Regions from separate parts of the Sus scrofa genome. Here region 1 is linked to region 2. Evidence: chromatin contacts called from public HiChIP or PLAC-seq data. All regions are on one chromosome and are shown on one strand. The core of a region is the stretch at or near the end of the contact, and the rest is flanking DNA. Distances in the headings are between cores, read along the strand shown. Region 1 has its middle 160 kb from the start of NRIP1. Region 2 has its middle 160 kb from the start of NRIP1.

Region 1 (2,941 bases), core at 51-2,550, 320 kb before region 2:
CAAGGCACTCAGTGTCAATCAATGTGCCAGGTCCACAGTAGGCACTCATACAAGTTGGCAGGGGTGGGGTGGGAAGATAAAGGGGGAGCAAGAGGAAAAAAAGAAAGAATGGCGGGAAAGAAGGAGAAGAGAAGGAAGCAGAAAAGAAGTTATTGGTTCAGACCATTTTTCTAGGCTCTAGAAGCCAGAAACAACTCTAAAAATCAAGAAATGTTCAACATTAAAAAAAAAAAAAATCTACTAAACATGGAATATATATTTTAAAGAATTAGCTTTTATATTTTGTAACTTCTGCGTAAGTCTTAATAGCAATTATTGTGAATCAATTCCTCTTGAGTGATTACATGATTTAAAAAAACAAATGCAGTAATTTTCTTATTAAAGCCTGCCCTTTGAAATCAAAGAAAGCATAAATATTTCCAAGTTTATTTGACTCCAACATTGAGGTAAAAACCCAATTCAGAAATAACAAAATTCTCATTCTAGAATACTTTGTTTAAATACCAAGTAAAAAGTTAATTATTTTGCAGTTTTTGATGTGTTTTTGGGTCATGAGATAAGTCTACTTTACTTCCTCTTTACCACGGGCTGGAGGCTTTTAACTATTTATGGATTTCACTGATCAGCAAGCTCAGCTAAACTGAACCGCTCCAAGGAGTGCGGAATTTTAATAGAAGCGGGGCTTTCTTTAAACGTGGTTGCCTTTAAAGGGAACTTAAGATATGTTTGAATATCTTTCTTTATAATATGCAAAGATGCAATCATTTGGAGAAACATACAAATAACTTGTCATGCTAATTATAAAACCTAACAGTGCAGTATAAATTCCTAAGTTAAAAAAAGAGAGAGAGAAATCCATGCTGGAGATGGAGAGAGAGGACGTGCACAACACAGAAAACCACCAAACATTGCAATAGATGCTTCCCTTTGCTCTTCATACACACTCCCACTCCTTTCCAAACTACCCAGACTATCAGGGACCTCAACAAAACAAACAAGCACCCTGTGCATGGCAGAGAAGATTGGAGTTTGACTCTAAATATGCAAGTAAAAATAAAAACTTCTTGCATTGATCATTCATGTAGGATAGTCTTGCTTTAGATGTAGCAATATTCTTCACCCTTCTGCAACCTTTTCTCCCTTAAACATTGAGCCTTGCAGCTGGGAAATCTGCCTATCTCTCAGATCAAGAAAGCCTGTCCAAGGCCATCCAGTCCAAGGCCATCCAGTCCAAGGCCATGAGGTACAGAGCAGTGAGTCTGAAGCAAAACTGAGAACCCAGGCACTGCAGTCCCAGTTGGTCAGACCACTAGGCCACATTGCACCATCACAGCAAAGACAAACACCAGGGTTGTTCCAGGGCAGTCTATGTTTGTTTATGAATGTGTTTGCAACCTTTCCGAAGCCTTGTTGTCCTAATTTCTTTTCCTGTTTGCAACTTATGAGCATTTCTCTCTTCTTCACCCCTGATCTAACCTATTTATGTGATCCTTTTTATTCTTTTGTTTGAAATGGATTCTGGGAGCAACTGAAGGAGAAAATGGAATAAAATGACAGCTTCTGGGTTGTCTGGAAGCACATTTATATCAGGGTGTTGGTGCTTATCTTACTGTAGATAATATTAAGGAAATGCATCAGCACCAAAAACTATTTTACAAAAAAAAAAAAAAAAAAAAAAAAAAGCAACCAAAATGTGCTTTGAGCCCAAAACAACTTCAGACTCTCCCCTACATGTTTTGAGTCAAAGAATCTCAAGACAGTGAGGAAGTGATGGAAGTTAGATAATCAATTGATTAGGATCCTTTTAACCCAAATGCAAGGGTGAATTTGCCCAAACTTATGTTGTAAATAGAATCACATTTTCTAAGTGTCTGCTTAAATATACAGGGTGTGTGAAGAATCACATAAGATAGATTCATCAGTCAATATGCTGCTTTAAAACACATGGTCTATTAGACAAAACTGAAAAGCCCAGAAATAAAGTAGGAAAAACAAATGTAACACATCATGATTGCTAATACTTTGATGGAAAGCAGGCTGGTCTAGAGGAGGTCGAGAAGGTAGACCAACTGCTGTTGAACTTCTAATGTGAACCCTAAGCATGGGGAAGATTTCAAGGTTAGAGGCACTGTTTTTTTAAATCTAATTTCATTTAACTTTATTCTTTGATATAGGAATTAATAGGTTTGTCCTAACACTATCATTAAAAGCCATGGTCAGGTCAATATTTGGCTCACAGATGCAATGAATATATAATATTTCTATCAGAAACCAAGAACATATTTTGTAGAGGCAAAATTGTTTTTTCTAGTGTGTAAATTAAATAGCATTTTTTTCCCTCTCTAATTACCTTTGGGTTTTTAATGTCTGTTTCTCTCACTTTCAAAATCTGGGTCTCCAAGACTTGAACACAGCAGTGAGTGAGGAGAGCAGCTGGGTCATCTACCTGGTCACCAGGCTAAACTGGTCCTACAGCCAGCAGTGCCAGACCTCTGAGTCCCTGCCCTTGTGTGTCTGGGATCAGGCAGCTTCAGCTCACAGTGACCTCTTGTGAGGAAACTGGCCGTGAGCCCTGACCCCTGGGTGGGGCGGGAACATTGCAGTCAGGCCCATTGCCTAATCCTTCTGACTCCACTGGAGCCTAAAATGAGGAAGAATGGGATGAGTCTTACCTCAAAAAGGGGTATAAAAGGAAGAAGGGGAAAGATGAACAAATAGCCCTAAGGTAATAGAGATCCCTGGCCCCCATGTCTCCCCTCTTGGGAAGGTCAAGAACTTTCAGCTCTTACTGATGGTTAATAAGATGGTAGAATCTTTGGAAAGGGAAGCTAGCAGCCAGCCTGTTAGTTTGTCTAAGAGAAAAGAATCTAATTAGGAGCTAAACCAGGCTGGATAGGAGAGAAAATGGGCTCTCTTAGGAGCCTTAAGAATGAAAAGAATG
Region 2 (2,862 bases), core at 15-2,514:
GTAAACCTTTATTTCAAGGTTCTCACTATTTTCTCTACTTTTCTCATTAAGCTGTCCAAAAATTATTAAGGTAGAAAAATATTTGGATAAATTATGACACAGGTGATTTCTTAAAAGATTTTTGGAGCAAATGTTCATTCACAGAATGGACTTTTTATTTATTATTTTTTTTAAGGAAAAGCATTCTCAAAGAGTATACATTGAAAAAAAGTAGACACATATATTATTTACTTTATTAGAAAAGGACACTTTGGGGGTACATACCATAACAGTCTAATGGTGATTCAGGGAGTTTTTCTAAGCAAATTGATTGGATTAGGTTAGTATTTAGTTGGCTCTTCCATACTTCTTAAATTTGCCATTTTTATTTTAAGAAAGCTAGTCTTATCCTTATTAAATGTAGCCGTCCCTTGGCATCTATGGGGCTTTCAGGAATTTTTTTTTCTGAATATTTTTGATCTATGGTTGGTTGAATCTGAAGATGTGGAACCTGCAGAGATGGAGGGTCAACTGTACATATTTAGGGCTCTACCACTGTTCTCATGGCTCCATTTTTGAACTTTAACATTTGAAGTTTTCAAATATAGTCCATTCCTTATTCCCAGGAGGTTCATTGTGTTCATTCATCCATTTCTCTATTTTCTCCACATCCCTCTTCATTTTCAGCAAACCTCTTAATTCCACAGTCCTTTAAATCTTTCTGATTTAAACCACACTTGAACTGTTTTTGAGCAAAACAAACAAATGTAAATCATGTAGAATTCATTGTAAAAATTGCCTTAAGATGAGACTGTAAACACAATTATTTAAAAAATATCTTAGATCTAACTTTTCCAGATAAGCCAATCTCAGGGCAGAGATAGGTTAGGAAAAAGCTTTACCGACTGCTCTTTCTCTGAGATTCAAAAAAATAAGTTCTGATGTTCAATTCCAAGTCAAGTGATAAAGATCAAAGACATTTTATTACAATATTTTTATTTTTATTGAACAGATTCACTTTGGATCTTAGCTTGCATTTGGAATGTTTACCTTTTAATAAGTGATCTGTTTAAATGTGGATCAGAGAACAAGGGTTTCTGTTTTACAGTTCAACTTTTGACCTTGGGGGATGAATGGGTGGAGGCTCAGAGGAAAAGTCCACTGTGTTTTTACTGAACTTTTTACCCTTAAAAAAAAAATGAGCAAGTTTAAAGTTCACACAGTGCACAAGAGGTCTCCACTGGGGATTTCTGGTATTATTAACTTCCTGACCTCAGATAATTAAAAAGAAAGAGCAGAGCCACCTCAGACTATGACTCAACTTTGAACTTTTAACCTCCCAAGTAAAGTATTTAAATTGTAAATGGTAGACTCTGGAAGCTTTCTTATTGCTATTAACTTCTTTCATCCTTGGTCATGAAGTTATAATTTAGGCCAAAAGCAGAGCCCGATCTTTCCTTTTTATTTACTTAACCTCTTTTAGCAGAAAGGACTGAGAACACCATTTACCTAGAAATGACAGGTATTCTGGTGAAAGGAGTTAAGCTTAAAGGGTCATTGAATTTTGGAACTAGAAGTAACTATATGATCTGTCCAGGCTCCTCAGCTGTGAAAGGGAGTACCGAGAACCAGGGAGGTGAGTGACTTCCTTGAGGTTAGACACTTAACAGGAGAACAAAAGAGCATCCCTGATTCTTTCGCTGTGTTTGCTTCTGTAGTAGAGGGATGCAGCATAGAGGTCTAGAGGATCCGTAGCTTTTATTTTTATGTTAAAATTCATAAAATAGGGAATTCAGAAGCCTAGGTCCTAAGTGACCCCTTCACTCTGATGGTTGGTATAACCTCAGGAACACATTTAACTTTTCCAAGTCGTGATTTGCTTGGTTGTCAAATGGAATGTAGTTGGGGGGAGGTAATAATCATTCAAGATCTTTTGTGTTATGACAGTTTTTGGTTCAGCAGTCTTCTTGCCTTAAGAATTCTTGCTATGATTCATACACAAACACTGTATAGATACACCATTCTTAGCAACAGCTGGGTTTTCTTAACATGGAGGATAGAGCTAGATTTGAGGGTAATTGGTTACATGACACTGGCTTGACCGTGATGATGAGACTCTCCTTACTTTAAGACAAAAATCCCAAAGGAAGAGGAGGAAATCATGTAGAGAGATGTGAAGAACAGAGGGGAGAAGAACAAAAGAACTAGGACAAAGAAAGGAGGGATGACCAGGAGAACAGGCTTTGGAAAGGAGGGTGGCAAAGAGATGGTAGCCCTGTCAGGTGGATGAGGACCCCGCCAGTGCTTGTGATGCTGAGAAAGCCGATGCATGCATTGTGAATCTGCGGGAGCCACATGCTCTTAACACTGAAGCTGAGATAGGCAACTCTCCCTGGCACTGGTGCAACACGCAGCGTGTGGAAGAGTCAGTCATCCTGGTCCGCTCTTCCCTCCTGCGATTCGCTAACACCTTTATTGCCTCCAGTTAGTTACTCACACCACTCTCATTCCCATCTGTCAAGGAGAGTTCCCTTCCAACATTCTGTCCTTCTTTTCTTGTACAAAAGAGATCCTCCCAGCAGCGTGGTGACAAAGGACCGAGCTGATACTGAACTCTGAGATAAAGCAAGTTTGGACTGGGGTGAGCAATGATGGTCTCATTTCCTGGACCCAAGAAACAAGAGAGATGTGACTGGAGGCTTTGGCCCAAACCTTCATGCAGAGGCAGCAGGAGGGGAGGGGAGATGCAATGGCGGTCTGGCTGGAGGCCTGTCTGTTCGGCCTGGTAGTAGTGGGTCTGGGGTCACTGCCTGGTCAAAGTGGCTATAGATGTAATTGACTGCTGTCACATCACAGATGTTTACTCACCCATCGCCTCAGCCA

The links. HiChIP or PLAC-seq counts read pairs in DNA pulled down with a chosen protein or histone mark.
Region 1: a contact with region 2 is called in an H3K27ac HiChIP or PLAC-seq map of alveolar macrophages. The contact joins two enhancer-like sites. A contact is called at or near these places in 5 of 47 Hi-C or Micro-C datasets (fetal liver, liver and skeletal muscle) and 1 of 2 datasets of contacts at active chromatin or transcription factors (alveolar macrophages).

What each region holds. Positions count from the first base shown.
Region 1 is chr13:180,074,335-180,077,275 of Sscrofa11.1, reverse strand. No RefSeq gene overlaps it. Among named protein-coding and RNA genes, the nearest start is that of NRIP1, 160 kb to the right of the region's middle. Within about 2 kb of position 1,300, at least 11 of the 83 cell types and tissues checked have an H3K27ac peak or open chromatin away from gene starts, as enhancers often do. A contact at or near this core is called in alveolar macrophages and liver, where this site is marked.
Region 2 is chr13:179,751,748-179,754,609 of Sscrofa11.1, reverse strand. No RefSeq gene overlaps it. Among named protein-coding and RNA genes, the nearest start is that of NRIP1, 160 kb to the left of the region's middle. Within about 2 kb of position 1,264, at least 8 of the 83 cell types and tissues checked have an H3K27ac peak or open chromatin away from gene starts, as enhancers often do. A contact at or near this core is called in alveolar macrophages and liver, where this site is marked.